3 separate regions of the Sus scrofa genome follow, and regions 2 and 3 are each linked to region 1. A link is a contact called in public HiChIP or PLAC-seq data. All regions are on one chromosome and are shown on one strand. Each heading gives the region's core, a stretch centred on a gene start, on an enhancer-like site or on the middle of the called end of the contact. The rest is flanking DNA. Distances are from core to core; before and after follow the strand shown. Region 1 holds the start of SNUPN (snurportin-1). Region 2 overlaps PPCDC (phosphopantothenoylcysteine decarboxylase). Region 3 holds the start of C7H15orf39.

The links. HiChIP or PLAC-seq counts read pairs in DNA pulled down with a chosen protein or histone mark.
Region 2: a contact with region 1 is called in an H3K27ac HiChIP or PLAC-seq map of alveolar macrophages. The contact joins the enhancer-like site here to the promoter of SNUPN in region 1. A contact is called at or near these places in 4 of 47 Hi-C or Micro-C datasets (embryonic fibroblasts, omental adipose tissue, retroperitoneal adipose tissue and 1 more) and 2 of 2 datasets of contacts at active chromatin or transcription factors (alveolar macrophages and skeletal muscle).
Region 3: a contact with region 1 is called in an H3K27ac HiChIP or PLAC-seq map of alveolar macrophages. The contact joins the promoter of C7H15orf39 here to the promoter of SNUPN in region 1. A contact is called at or near these places in 2 of 2 datasets of contacts at active chromatin or transcription factors (alveolar macrophages and skeletal muscle).

The regions. Positions count from the first base shown.
Region 1 is chr7:58,036,076-58,041,213 of Sscrofa11.1, reverse strand. It overlaps SNUPN (snurportin-1), which reads right to left and starts at 2,297. Exons shown (of 8, transcript XM_003128480.4): 1 at 2,162-2,297.
Region 2 is chr7:58,540,488-58,545,625 of Sscrofa11.1, reverse strand. It overlaps PPCDC (phosphopantothenoylcysteine decarboxylase), which reads left to right. Exons shown (of 6, transcript NM_001243368.1): 2 at 502-707. The coding sequence starts at 525. Among named protein-coding and RNA genes, the nearest start is that of PPCDC, 6.2 kb to the left of the region's middle. Within about 2 kb of position 3,070, at least 42 of the 83 cell types and tissues checked have an H3K27ac peak or open chromatin away from gene starts, as enhancers often do. A contact at or near this core is called in alveolar macrophages, omental adipose tissue, retroperitoneal adipose tissue and 1 more, where this site is marked.
Region 3 is chr7:58,387,191-58,392,328 of Sscrofa11.1, reverse strand. It overlaps C7H15orf39, which reads left to right and starts at 2,212. Exons shown (of 3, transcript XM_021099036.1): 1 at 2,212-2,398.

The sequences.
Region 1 (5,138 bases), core at 1,048-3,547:
ATCAGTGAAGATGTGAGGTGGCCCAGAAGCTGGGCTGGCCCAACCCTCTAGTTCTAGTGTAAACCAGAGGGCACGACCAGTGCTTAAACTCCACCCCAGGCCATGTCCCAATGCTCTAAACACCAAAACTAACAGGTTCATTTCAGAGCCTCCATAGTTAAAAATACAACCCTATGGGCCTCTACTTGGCAAGGAGTTATTTTCCATTACACACTTGAAGTCAGATTTTTTAAAATAAATCTGCAGCATTAGATGTTTTTCTAATTTGAAAAGAACTTTATGTGTGGTTAAAAACTCATGATGTAAAATTTACCATCTTAACCATTTTTTTTTTTTTTGTCTTTTTGCTATTTCTTTGGGCCGCTCCAGCGGCATATGGAGGTTCCCAGGCTAGGGGTTGAATCGGAGCTGTAGCCACCAGCCTACGCCAGAGCCACAGCAACGCGGGATCCGAGCCGCGTCTGCAACCTACACCACAGCTCACGGCAATGCTGGATCCTTAACCCACTGAGCAAGGGCAGGGACCGAACCCTCAACCTCATGGTTCCTAGTCGGATTCGTTAACCACTGCGCCACGACGGGAACTCCGATCTTAACCATTTTTAAGTGTAGAGTCCAGTTGTGTTAATTACATTCACAAAGTTGTACAACCAATTTCCTGAACACTTATGCTTGTAAAACTGAACCTCTATACCCATTAAACATTAAAAAAACAAAACAAAACCCAGAGTTCCTGTCATGGTTCAGCAGAAACGAATCTGACTAGTATCCATGAGGACACAGGTTCAATCCTTGGCCGCACTCAGTGGGTTAAGGATCTGACATTACCATGAGCTGTCACAGTTTGGATCCTGGTTGCTGTGGCTGTGGCATAGGCCAGCAGCTGTAGCTCCAATTCAACCCCTAGCCTGGGAACTTTCATGTGCCGTGAGTATGGCCCTAAAAAGAAAAAAAAAAAAAAGAAAGAAAGAAAGAAAGAAAAAGATTACATATTATCAGTGGATTAGAGGCATGTCTCTTTTTTTGCATGCTTTTTTTTTTCTTAGGGCTGCACCTGAGGCATATGAGAAGTTCCCAGGCTAGGAGATGAATTGGAGCTGCAGCTGCCGGCCTACGCCACAGCCTTAGCAATGCAGAATCCCAGCTGCATCTGTCACCTACACCACAGCTCAGGGCAATGTTGGATCCTTAAAGCCCTGAGCAGGGCCAGGGACTGAACCCACATTCTCATGGTTACTGGTAGGGTATCTAACCTGCTGAGCCACACCAGGAACTCCCGAGGCATGAATTAACTTAAAAGTAAATGTAACCAGTGTTGCATAATTGAGGCTGGGTGATGAGTAATCAGGGTCCTAAATGGTATGATATTTTCTGTATTTTTCTGTACTTTTGTATAAGTTTGAACACTTCCATAATAACTTTTAAAATTCATTATGTCTTTGGCTTGCCAAAGTAATGACCAAATCTAAAATACATTTATTAGGCCTTATCGTGCTTTATCTTGGTGTGGGCTCCTGCTCTGCCAAGAACCATAAAATCCTTAAAAGTGATCCCTGTGCCTCCCTTTATGGCTGTCCTTGCGCTAGCTCCTGCTCTTTCAATCCATCCTTCAGATGGTTCTGACTCCAAGGGTTCTGACCTAGCGGTCTCATCCATTACCTGTATCCACTCTAACTTCCAAATTTCCAACCAGCCCGGGCCCCTCCCTCGAGCTCCAGACCCCGGCCGTCCCCCGCAGCCGGCCTCTTCCTCCTCTCCCTCCCCTGCACCTCCAGCGCCCCCACCTCGACTCCCAGAGCCCAGGATCTAGGCCACCTGGGCGTCTGCCACCGGGCTTCAGTCCGGGGGACTCTACCTGCTCCATTCAGCCATCCTCCCCGCCACAGCCTTTCTCTAGGAACAGGATCATCTAGGCCTTGCATGATTCGCCCCTCCCCCACAAGAAGCCCCTGAGGGGTCCTGGCAAGACAGTCTGGAACTGAAGAGTGGAAGCGGGCCCAAAGAGTGGAAGCGGGCCCAAAGAGTGGAAGCGGCCTGGGTCTGCCCCTCCAGGTGATGCCTCGGGAGGTCAGGAACACGAAGCGGACCACAGGGAGTCATAGCCAGGCGCACATGGACTATTCGGGAGCCGGCGGGGCCCACGCTCGAACCCAGGACTCACCGGGGAGAGGTGACAATTCCACGCGCCGCCGCCACCACTGCGGTCGGGAGCCGACCAATCAGCTGCCTGGAGAGAGTCGGTCCCTCCCCCTTAGCCGCCGCCGCGCCACCAGACCCACCCACCTGGAGCTTCCGGCTCCTCCCGCCGTTGGGAACGCCGGGAGTTCTTCCGCAGTTTGGTCGCCGGCTGGCCGTTACTTCCGCCCTCAACGGCCAGGCCTTTTCCTTTCCTCCCGGGCGGGGGTACTCTTTCTGCTTTTGCTTTGCAGTGTCCGCGACCCTTCTGCAAGGTGACTGGCTGGGCCGAGACCTCGCTCCTGGGCACGAGTTTCTGCGGCCTCCTTTCGCCAATAGGGGGAACCCCGAATTCGTGGCTGGGTGTTCAAGGCCCTCCTGGCCCTGGATCCTGCCGCCTCCCCCAGATCCACACAGTCTTTAGAGGCGCACCAACAGTCCGCTCCCTCTCCCCGTGTCCATACCAGTTACCTGCCAGTTAGCGGAATGACTGCTCACCACCTCCACCCCTAAGTCTCAGAAAATTAATCGTTCCTTCCCCATTCCTCCCTTATGTTAGCACACTGGAAGCAGGATTTCCCCTTGTAGCGCAGTGGAAACGAATCTGGCTAGGAACCATGAGGTTGCGGGTTCAATCCCTGGCCTCGCTCAGTGGGTTAAGGATCTGGTGTGGCGGTGAGCTGTAGTGTATGTCACAGATGCGGCTTGGATCTGGCGTTGCTGTGGCTGTAGCTCCGATTGGCCCTAGCCCGGGAACTTCCATATGCCCTGGTTGCGGCCCTCAAAAAGACCAAAAAAAAAAAAAAAAGAACACCGGAAGCAAACCTTGATTACAGCCCCTTTGCTCCTCCTCTGTGGGCATGGCAATGGTAGGGGTCTGGTTTGATTCCAGGGTCCAGCACAATGCAGAGCACTCTATAGACCCTGATGAAGGAGCAAGGGGTGGCAGGGGTGGAGGGAAGCAACTGAGATCTAGGAAACCTAATCAAACTAGAGAGCAGCTATTGTGGGGTAAGACTGATGAGATACAAAATAAAAATGTGACTAGCTGTGGTGTTCCCTTGTGGTGTGAAAGGAATTAAAGATCCAGAGTTGTCACTGAAGCAGCTTGGATTACTCTCTAGCTCAGGTTCAGTGAACTTCCAGATGTAGTAATCATTGCTTACATTGAGGCAGACACTTCCATATGCATTATCATTTAACCTCAAGAAACAAGGAAGTTACTGACCAAAGCTCAGAGAGGTTAAGTAACTTGGCCAAAGTCACACAGCTTTTGAACCAAATATTTAAATTTGCTGCATGTTTGACTTAGAAGTTAAGATATTGCTATACTACAGAAACAACATATACAAAGTTGGCACTCAGTCAAAGGAATGCCAACACATGGACTGGTTGAATATTTTATGTACATGACACCATCCATTTGGAGACCACCTTGACAGGGAGGGTGGTACTTGGGGCCCTGGAAGACCAATTTGTTTTACTTCAGAATTGATGTAAGTGAGCTCTAACTTTCAATGGTCAGGCTGTGCACTAGGTTATTTATGTGGTACACTGACAAATAAAAGCTGATATATGGGACTGCCAAAGAAAACCCCAGGGCCTGACTTCACCAGGCAACTTTGACACCAGGATATTAAGTATGCTGTGCCTCAAAACCACCATTCTCTAGCCACAGCCATGGATGTCACAGAACAAGGCCCTACACTTTGGAGGAAAATAGACTGAGACTGACATATCTGTGTACCGAGGTCCAGGAGAAAGGCTCCAGTCCTTCATTCACACTGAATATCACCAAAAAGAAACTAACTAAATGGCAGATGGCCTGGGGGCTCATTTTCGGCCAGTGGATGTTCCATAAGGGGCTGCTCTGCTTGCAACAGCGATTGCTCAACTATAGTCATTTGCACCCCATCTTCAGAACACTGGATATACACATACACCTATATCTGCTGTCTCTCTCTCTCTTTTTTTTTTTTTTTTTTGTCTTTTTAGGGCCACATTCATGGCATATGGAAGTTCCCAGGCTAGGGGTCTAATCAGAACTGTAGCTGCTGGCCTATGTCACAGCCACAGCAACACCAGATCCAAACTGCATCTGCAACCTACACCACAGCTCACGGCAAAGCCAGATCCTTAACCCACTGAGCGAGGCCAGGGATTGAACCTGCATCCTCATGAATACTAGTCAGATTCCTTTCCACTGAGCCATGATGGGAACTCCCTATATCTGATGTCTTTAAACCAATTTACTTTCCAAAAAGCCTAATACATTAATTTGAAAGAGGAACACCATAGCGTTACCTGAAATCACTTCCCACTTTAACAGAAAGCATCTACGAACTCTAGAGCGGCAAGAGTATAATGTTATAATCTAGCTAGATACTGATGTCTGAAGAAAACTGTGAGGCCATGGACTTTGTAAAAATCAGAGATTAGCAAGTGTTGGAGAAGTGATAAGGAGTAACACTAACCAAATTTTTCTTTTGTATAATCAGAAAAGTTCACAGTGGAGTTCCCATCTTGGCTCAGCAGTAAGAAACCTGACTAGTATCCATGAGGACTCAGGTTCAATCCCTGGCCTTGCTCAGTGGGTTAAGGAATCTGGCATTGCCATGAGCTGTGGTGTAGGTCGCAGCTGCAGCTGGGATCTGTTGTTGCTGTGGCTGGTGTAGGTTGGCGGCTATAGCTCTGATTTGAACCCTAGCCTGAGAACTTCCATATGCCATGGCTACAGCCCTAAAAAAAAAATTTAAGAGAAAAGTTCACAGAGAACAGAAGAGGGAAGACCCACTTCCTCTACTCCTCTATGATTTAAGGTTATTTAAGGTAGAATTTGTGTAACCCCTAAAATCTAGTAAGCACCTTCACGCAGGGGTGCTACCTAGAAAATAGGAGATTGAGGAGAGGAAGGTGTCCACCTTTTTCCAAAAAAGGAGGCTCTTGCCTCCTTAACGCATGTG
Region 2 (5,138 bases), core at 1,821-4,320, 500 kb before region 1:
AGTAGACTCAGTTCTCCTCTGGGTAAGGCCCTGGCTGAGGTCCCGACAGACAGCAGAACTGAAATCCCTGGCAAATGGAACTTTGGGGGTAATCTTGTTCCAGGGAACTGGCCTGTGCTTAACAAACCCTGCTGAGAGGGGTCTGGGCCCTTGGGAGATCTTTCCAAGTAGGAGTGGGATAATGGACCCAAACATGATTCTCAGTTCATGTGGGTATGTGCCTGAGTCTTTTTATTTTTTATTTTTTTGCTGCACCCACGGCATGCAAAAGTTCCCAGGCCAGGATCAAATCCACACCATGGCAGTGACAATGCCAGGTCCTTAACCTACTGAGCCACCAGGGAGCTCCTCTCTGATCTCCCTATCAAACTCTGTGCTCCCAGAAGCTGGGTCTGTTGACCCTCAGAAACCCCAGTATCTGGCTCGGGGTCTAACACAGAGTGCTGAACACATTTTAGTTGAATGTATGAATGAAGCAGGCACCTCTTATTCTACTTTTAGATCTTAAATTCTGACAGAGCTGTATGGAGCCCAGTTCTAGCAAGCTTCCAGGACCTGAAGTCACCAGACCCCACATGGAATCAAGGGCCACATGTTCAGCTGCTGCTCCCTTGGAGAGACAGTTCCGAGTTCTCATAGGTGTTACTGGGAGTGTTGCAGCCTTGAAGTTGCCTCTTCTAGTGTCAAGACTTTTGGATATTCCTGGCGTGAGTATCCCTCCTAGACATGCATGGCAGCCTCTGGCATTGGAGAGCTCATGCTCTGAGGCCAGCTTGCTTTTGTGCAGTATGCTCAGCATTTTCTTTTTCTGTCTTTTTCTTTTTAGGGCCGCACCCGCAGCACATGGAGGTTCCCAGGCTAGGGGTCCAATCAGAGCTTTAGCTGCCGGCCTACACCACAGCCACGGGAACGCCAGATCTGAGCCAACTCTGTGACCTACACCACAGCTCACAGCAACGCCGGATCCTTAACCCACTGAGCGAGGCCAGGGATTGAACCTGCATCCTCATGGATCCTAATTGGGTTCATTAACCACTGAGTCATGATGGGAACTCCTCTTTTTCTTAATCATGATGTTTGTGAAAGTCTTCCTTGTGCAGTGGTATGAGGTGGATGCAGGAGGCAGAGACAGATGTGACAGTCTCACCAGGAGCTAGGATAGGTGGTGTAGACAAAGGGTGAGGGGAGGGTTTCGGTTCCCAAACTCTGAACTTAGTTTCCTGAGGTCATGGTGTGGGAGAAAGGCTGGCTGGAGCAGTACAGTGAGTTCTCAGTGTCCCTTTGCTACCCTGGGCTCCCTGCCTCTGCTTTCACTCCATCCTGGACACTGCAGCTCTATCCTCCCTCCTTTTATGACACGGCTGTCCTGTTAGTCAGAAGGCACTGGAGCCTTAGGGGCTCCCTGTTGCCTGCAGCTCTGGTTTTAGACTCTGTTTAGAGATGCCCAGGGGTCACAACAGTATGTTGGGGTGGAGGGTTTAGCCCTCTGCCCTTGGTCAGATCACCTCAGCTTTGACTGGTTTTATATATTGGGGTTCTGGGGCAGATTCTTTTTGTGGGAGAAGTTCAAGGCTTTAAACAGTGTGAAAGCCAGCAGGTGTGAATCCTTCTCTCTCATCTGGTATCCTAGGCCCTTCGACTATCACTCTCCCACTGCCCCACGTTCCATCCCGAGGGCCTTTGCTCTGGCCCAGCCCTTGCCAGGCTGTGCCGCCCTCCCTATTCCTTTCTGCCTTTTCAAATTCTCCGCAAACACTTCACACAAAAGCCAGGATTCCTGCCTGCCACAGCCCATGTGGTTTTGCTCCCTTCTCCTTTTTTTTTTTTTTTTTTAAATTTTTTAAATTTTATGGCCATACCTGTGGCATATGGAAGTTCCTGGGCCAGGAACTGAATTCAAGCCACAGCTGTGACCTGTGTGGCAGCTGTGGTAACACTGGATCCTTTGACCCACTGTGTGGGGCTGGGGATTGAACCCGAACCTCTGCAGCAACCTGAGACACTGCAGTGGGCTTCTTTTTTTTTTTTTTTTTAATTTTTGTTGTTGTTGTTGCTATTTCTTGGGCCACTCCCCCGGCATATGGAGGTTCCCAGGCCAGGGGTTGAATTGGAGCTGTAGCCACCGGCCTACGCCAGAGCCACAGCAACGTGGGATCTGAGCCGTGTCTGCAACCTACACCACAGCTCACGGCAACGCTGGATCCTTAACCCACTGAGAAAGGGCAGGGACCGAACCTGCAACCTCATGGTTCCTAGTCGGATTCGTTAACCACTGCGCCACGACGGGAACTCCCTGCAGTGGGCTTCTTAATGCACTGTGCCACGGCAGGAACTCCTGTTCCCTTCCTTTTGATGTGTTTGTGGGAGAAGGTGAGTGCCACGTCTTACTACCCCACCATCTTGATCCAGCTCCCCTGCTGCTCCCTTCCTTTTAAAACTCATTTGATGTATTAAAGAAAAACTAGAAGTGGTAAAAACAGATTTTATTCAGAAAAACTACTGCAATAAGGCAAAAGAGGCCTCAGTTTAGAACTGGGTTTAAAAAAAGAATAAACAATCAAACAAAAAGATTTTTTTAAAAAATAAGAAAAAAAGTAAAATTGAAAAAAATAGAACTGGGTTTAATTTTGAATACAAGAAAAGGTTGAGACATATAGCCAAGGGTGTTAAGCTGATGTGCTTTTTCCTTGCTTGTATCTGCGCCGCGTGTAGCTCAGATGGGTGTACTAGAGTGTCCAGCAGGGGGCAGTGCTCACTTGCAAATGACCATGTCAGGGTTTTTTCTTTTTTCTTTTTTTTTTTCTTTTAAACTTTCCACTAACTTCTATCCAGAAAGTCACCCCCTCACCCCACCCTCCATGCTGGGATGATCAGTGAAGCAGGCAGCCAGGGATGCCAGTCAGGCCAGAAGCAGGAAGGGAGGAGAGTGTTGTGGCTGCTCTGAGGCTGGGCACTGGCGCTTCTGGGGCAATAACCTCTTTGGCCTGCCCCCTCCTCGTGTTCTCAGAACCAATGGTAGGAGCTGGCTAGCTAGAGCCTTCAGGGCAGGAGGCCTGAAAGGGGTGGCTGCAGCCACAGCCTCTGCCACCACCCCCTGGGGAGGGAGGGAGCCGCACAGTTCCCTTTTCCCATAGCCCCAGAACAAGTGAATTTCCGGACTGGGGGTGGGTGGGGGCAGGGAGTCCTATCCCAGGAAACAGATGGGCAGCCTCAGAGCTGAGGGAAATGGCAACTCCACCGCTTCCTGCCATCCCACACAGCTGGCGTTTATAGGGGTGTGAGGAGAGGGTTGCCTGAAGCAGGGAGGCTCTCCAGCCCACCCTAGGCCTTTTAGCCCAGCCACTGCCGCTGCTGCTGCCGCTGCCGCCACTGCTGGGAGACAGGCCCTGTCTGGAACAGGACTTGGCTCCCTCTCTGGCTGGAGTTGAAGCTGAAAGTCAGGCGGACAGAAGGACAGTGACCTGGGAGGGAGGACTTTCTGACTTAGCCTCCGGGAGCCTGTCTTTCTCATTTGAAAATAAAGATGATGACTGCCACCCATCCCTTCAGGCTGTTGTCAGGGCTGGGGGAGGGGAACACAGATGAAACAGTTTGTCATCTGGTGCCAAGGACTAGGCGTAGCTCCTAGCACGCGGAAGCACTTAACAGTGTTTGTTTCCTGTCCTTCACCCTCTCCTTTCCACTGTTGTCGTGTCCTTTGGGGCGGCCACATGTAGTGTGTGGTGTTGGGGTTGGTGAGATGGCCCATGTGGAAAGAGCTGTGGGAGCCACTGTCCATCTGCTTATGTGGAGGGGCCCACTTCCCTCTCATCCTGTGGATGGGCAGCTCTCCAGAGAGCCTAGATTTGCTTAGTAGGGTCCTTGTGAGGTGTTGGTAACCAGAGGGGAGGATCCCTGCGTGCCTTGTGTTGGCCCCAAGGCGGTGGCCTTCCCCCCGCCGCCCCCCACTTCCTCACACTCCCTGATGGTACCATCTCCCTAGAGCCCTCCTGGGTCTTCCCCGCCCCACCCAGGAGTTGCCTTTGTCCCTTGGAATGGTCCTTCTCAGCTCTTTGACTAAGGCATGCGTGAGGCTTTCCTGAGCTCCCTTAGGGATCCCTAGATTTTGACTAGCAAATGAGCAGCTGGGGTGTGGGTGGCAGGGAGCTGGGTGATTCTGCAGACCTGGCTGAGAACCACTCCTGTTCACCAGTGTGTTCAGGCTTCCCAGGAGGACCACTGACCTGGAGCCAGACCAGGGAGACTGTGAGGAGGTGATGGGGAGGGGCGGATTTGGTCTTCTACCTCACACACCAGCAGGTGGGGAGGGCGGCCACCAGCAAAGAAGCTTTGGAGCCTTTATTTGAGCTTGACGAGCTGGACCAGCCTGCCCTCAAACGAGGCTGCTGGGCATAGCAGGATTTCTCACCCTGGGACTCTGGGCAAGTCAGGTCTTTTTTATGGCCTGCAATAAAGCAGGGACTGGGTACTCAAATGATATATCTCCAAGGTCTCTTCCATCTTGAGTGGTGGAAGATCTTAGATGTGAAGACAAAAAGGACCAGGACTCGAAGGCAGCCTGAGAGAAGGTCCTGGGGTGCAAGAGCTGTGGCTGTTTTGCCGTCCTGCCATTGTCATGTAATTGGGTGACCCTTAACGGCTGAGCTTGTGGCTCAGTTCCTGCCTTCTGGTTGGCACCGTCCTCACTGTGGAGAAGACAGACACCTCTCTAACTTTTGCTGGGCAAGTGTCGGCAGGGCTGAGAGTCAGAAGAGGATTTCTAAAGGTGAAGAAAACCTCCCATCCTGGGAGTTGGCAGGCCTGGAGCTTAGAGAAGGCTAAGTTTACAGAATGCCTGTCAGAATATTCAAGGCCATTAATTAAGAGTGAGGGGAGAGGGCCTTATTCATATGCCGAATGAAATAAATTCTGCTCTTCTGGAGGACTATTTTGGCAATTATCTGGAGAAACCAAAAATAGTCACAGATTTACCCATAGGATTGAATGCTGTGAGGCACAAAAGTTCACCGGATGTACAAGGATGTTCATTATAGCCCTGTTTATAATTTCAAAGCAAAACTGAAAAGAAACAAAACATCCAACAATAAAAAGTTGTGATGCAGTTACGGTTCAGCCTCTTGATGGATTCCGAGGCAGCA
Region 3 (5,138 bases), core at 963-3,462, 350 kb before region 1:
TGGCCTACATCACAGCCACAGCAACGCCAGATCCGAGCCTCTTCTGCGACCTATACTAGAAACTAAGCCCATTGAGCAAGGCCAGAGATTGAACCCGCAACCATGTGGTTCCTAGACGGATTCATTTCCGCAGCACCGCAATGGGAACTTTGGGTCCACAGATTCTTAACTGCCCCTCCTTGGGCCTCACCAGGCTCATTTTGGCCTGGGTGGGCCCCACTCAGGCTCAGAGAAGTTGGAGAGAACACCGGCCAGCTGATCGCACAACCTAAGACTCCCAGACCCTAAATAGAGAACACTGCCCTCCTCCCTCCCCATCCCCAGTACCAGGGTGGAGGCCAGGGAATGGGTGTCTTGGAGGGGAGGGCAGTGTTAGTGAGGAGCAAGTGTGAGAAAGAACTGGAATTCCCGTTGTGGCTCAGTGGTTAACAAATCTGACTAGGAACCATGAGGTTGCAGGTTCGATCCCTGGCCTTGCTCAGTGGGTTAAGGATCAGGCATTGCTGTGAGCTATGATGTAGGTCGCAGATGCAGCTCGGATCTGGCTCTGGCTTAGGCCAGCAGCTTCAGCTCCGATTAGACCCCTAGACTTGGAATCTTCATATGCCATGGGTGAGGCCCTAGAAAAGACAAAAAGACAAAAAAAAAAAAAAAAAAAAAAAAAAAAAAGTGAGGAAGAACAGCCTGTGAGCTGAAGCTTGGCCATGACTCCAAGTCATCAGCTTACAAATGCATTTTCTTGATCCCAGCCTGCTATGTGACTTTGGGAAAGCCTCAATTTTCTCTGAGCCTCTGCTCCCCAGCTCCTTCTCCAAACTCAATTTCTAAGGGCCCTTCATATCTCAACTAATTAATACCCTCTCTGCTGCCCCAGGTGACCTTCACTTCCTCTTCCTCTCCGCAGCACCCAGCCCCTCCTGCTCAGCTCCAGCAGCTCTAGATGCTTCCTTATTCTTGGAACCTGCAGCCTCAGGCCTGCTCTGCCCTCTGACTCAGGCGGCCCTGACCTTTGGGATCTGAGCAGATGGCCTGGGTGGTTTTGCTCCGTGAACTTGTTCTGACCTTTGGCATGTCCACCTGTTCCTTTCCTCCTTCACTGCATACACCTGCCCCCAGTCCTTGGGCAGCCCAAGAAATGCAAGGAACTAGGTTTTTCAGAGAAGGTAACAGCACCCAGCAGCTTCTCGGTGATGGCCACCAAGATGGCCTGGAGAAGGCAAATGGAGACAGCTCTTCCATCCCTCCAGCCCCTCTCTTGGTAACACACCGTTCCTGCCTGGGAGTGCTCAACCCAACCCACCTATGTGGCTACATGGAGCTTAGTCCAGTCTTACTGAGGGAGATTTGTCAAAAATGTTCAGAGATACCCACTGAGGCCACTTGGCAAAACTTCCAGCATCCTCCTTCCTGGCTCACTTCAGGGATGGGGAAATCACCCCCTCCTCATCAGGTATGGTGCCCTAACAAGCTTTGAGATATTTTTCTGGAATTTGCCCTCTCTGCTGTATTGCGGTGAGGGAACAGACTAAGGAGACCTTCTCCGGCTCCCTAATGCAACTGTACTGGCCAAGAGAGCCAGATATTTTATTTTAGCTATTTTAGGGCCGCACTGGTGGCATATGGAAGTTCCCAGGCTAGGGGTCAAATGGGAGCAGGAGCTACGGCTACAGGCCCACGCCACAGCCACAGCAACGCCAGATCCAAGCAGATTCTGCGACCTACACCACAGCTCAAGGCAACACCAGATCCTTAACCCACTGAGTGAGGCCGGGAATTGAAGCCGCACCTTCAGGGATCCTAGTCGGGTTCGTTACCTGCTGAGACGGGTCGGGAACTCTGAGAGCCAGTTATTTTAATATAACCTCTTCTAAATCTTAGGACACAATGAGATAATCCCAGTTTGACTAAAATAAGGAAACTGAAGCTCAACGAGGTCAAGCGGCGGGCACAAGGTCACAGAGCTAGAAAAGTGGCGATGAATGAATGATCTGAGTGACTGAATGAAGACGTGTGACGGGCGCGTGGGGCGATGGTTCGCGGAGTGTGCTGGGTTCAGACAGTGCACAGCGCCCGCGGCCGGGGCCTCGGAGGGTTGGCCGACGCAGGCCCTCCACACCCCCAGGGCCCGGGGGAGCGCAGGCTCCCAGAGGCACGGCCGGGCTCTGCCCCCACCGCGCGGGCCGCCCCGCCCCCGCCCCGCCCCCAGCCCGCCCCGCCCGGGACCGCAGACGGCGCCCGGCGGCGGCGCGAACGGCAGCTCGGAGGGTGGCTCCGGGCTCGGTGCTCGCCGCGACTTCCCGCGCAGGGCCGAGCTGGACAAGGACCCTCCGCCTCGCTGGCGCTGGAGAATGCGGCCGCGGTCCCAGGCAGCAGCAGCGGGAAGCCCAGCACTGTGCAGGTAGGAGCTCGCCCACTCGGCGGGCGCGGAAACTTGGGCCGAGTTTGCGGGCGGCGCGTGGGGAAGGGGCGGGTGGCGCTGCCCCAGGGCGCCCCTACCGGCCGGCCCGGGGATGGAGCGCGCTGGGCCTGGGCCGAAGTGGCGTGGCTCCTGGCGGCCTCGGACCCTCGGCGGGAGCGCTGCCGGGCAGGGGTCGCGCCGCTGCTCCGACTTTCCCCGGAGTTCGAGGCCCCTGGAGCAGGTAGCGTCGTGGAGCTCCGGCGGGGCCCTAGCGCCTGATCTAGTGCGGGGCTGGCTAAGTGAAGCTCAGGCCGAGCCCCCGGGCCTCCTGCGGGGCCCGGCTCACGTGGACTACGCGGGCGGAGAGGAGAGGCCGGCGGGGGGCTGGCCTGGGGGGCCGCAGGCACTAAGGCTCCGCGGGGCTCTGGACGCGCCCTGCTGGGACGCGACGGCCCTGCGGTTTCCTCGCTACGGCTTGACTCACTCTCTGGCCGCAGCCCAGGCTGGCGAGATCGCCCCGAGGCGGTGGCTGCCCGGTCTCTGCAGCCAGGCCGCCCCCCTGCCCCGATCCTCTCACCAGTCTTTGGGTGTCGGTCCGTGGGGCCCGGTGCGCTGTCCTGCCTGCGTGCACACGTGTGCGGGGGCCCGAGTGAGGGGAGAACGCAGTTCTGGCGGGCCGTTTGTGCAGATATGGATCAGGCACGTACTTGCAGGCACGGGTTTGCATGGGTGGCGGAGGCCTGTGTGTCGTCCTCCTGGGGTGCACGTGCGCCCCAGCGCCGCCAGGCAGGGCATGAGGACACCCGGAAGCTGGCGGGGTCGGGTGCAGCGGTAGCCCCAAAGCCAGGTCGGCTGAGGGCCCCAGGCACAGAGTTATGGGCCAGGCAGGTAGAGGAAAGGGGCTGGAGCCCATCCCACGACCCTTCCCCCTCCCCTGGAGCCTGGGCTGCCCCTAGGTACGGTTGGAGCGGTGGCAGGGCCCAGAGCCTCAGCTGCGGGGAGGTGTAAGAACATGGAAAGGGGGCCTAGTTCAGCCTGCTAAGAGAGTCCAGGCGCTGGCCACAGCTGGGCAAGATCCCTCTCTTCTTCCTGCTTTTGCCCGATGTCCTCCTGGAGACCCCTTAAAAGGTGGAAGAGGCAATGGGGCCACAGAACTGTTTACTCCCCCTGCTGCTTAGGGCAGGGATGGCACAGCTTTGGTGGGGTCTTCTGGACCCTGCCAGAGGTTGGTCCTCCCAGACCAGCTCTAACCTCAACCAGCAAGTAGCTCAGTGGCCGAAAGTGTGATGTGACCCCTGCTCCCTGGGGTCCTGCCCTTCCCCAAACAATTGCTTGCCTTTTTGTGTATGCATCAGTGTCAGGGAAGGAGGCCCCTACACTTTGGCTACCTTCTTGAACCTGGAGGGGCCTTGCTTGAGGGCATATATACTGGGCTCTCCATCCCCTACTGGCATAGTCCATACCCTTCATAGTCCTCTGCTGTCTCCCTAGAGCCCCTGTCTCTCCTCCAAAGACTCTCGAGGGTCCCAAATGGCCTCACCTTTATTGATTGGGTCCCAAGGGGGTGTCTCAGGAAGTCTCCCGGGCAAAGGGCACGCAATGGGCAGAGCCCAGAAGAGAAGGGGGTGGGTATGGAGCAGGCCCCAAGGAGTATGCAGAGGAGGTGAGACTAGAGCCAGCACTTAATTAATCCAGAGGCCCCCAAGGGCAGGGGGGCTCAGCACCTCCAAAACCATACAACCTCTGCAAAGTTGCTGTGCAGTGTGAGGCAGGGGAGGGGGGGTTCCTTTTGGCTGCAGAACCTTGTCATAGGGCACTGCTATCAGTATTGTTGCCCTAATGTCCTTCTCTGTCTTCTCCGAAGCATCCGCTTCTCCAGGCTGTCTGAGGTGTTGAAGGATTCTGGCCAGGAGATGAACCATCTTTTTTTCTGAGAGTGCTGCCTGGCTTCCTTGGTGCACTGAGGCTGGGTTGAGGGTGGGCATTGCCCCTATACTACCTTCGGCTTTTCCCATCCCCCCAAATGTGCCAGTCTAACTCTGAACCTGTAGTTGTCATAGCCACCAGGCCGAAGGAAGGAGAGGGCTGAGAGAGGGGGCTGGTCTTGGCGGATTTGTGAGAGAAACCTGTGACACCTGGCCCATGGCCTAATCATAGCCAGATTGAACTGTTTCATCCTTTCTTAAGCCACCTGAGGGTTTCGGGGAACAGGGCATTGGGGAGGTAGAAGCAGGTCAATGTGACCCTAGTAGACTGGCCTCAGATGACCCCTCCTGGGGCACTGGCTGCCTTGAGGAAACCCACACTTGACCTCTCTGGCCCGGGGTCCCAGTCCTCGCCTGGCCTTGCTTGAGGACCTTAGTCTTTCTCTGGCACAGTTTTCCCATCAGTACAATGGGGGTCGTTGCCAGCTAGCACTTTGTGACCCTTGGAAGCTCCCTGCCCTGGACTTTTACATCCTCCTACCTCCCTGCCTGCTCCATGGTTCTTTGCTGCCCTCATGTGCCTTGGAATAGCCGCAGCTTAGAGGCCGGGATGGACACAGGCTCTCCCCTGCCCTGCACACATGGCAGCTTCCTGTTGGTGCCACAGCACCACCTGCCGGACAGCCTTTGCTTTCCTGCTGGCAGTGGGTAGGGTAGAGCCTGTAGGAAGGGTTGCTCTGGGCCAACTCTCCTGGGGGACCGCCCTCTAAATCTAAACCAAGTATGTGTGTCCTTCTGGGCCTAGGGACCTGGTT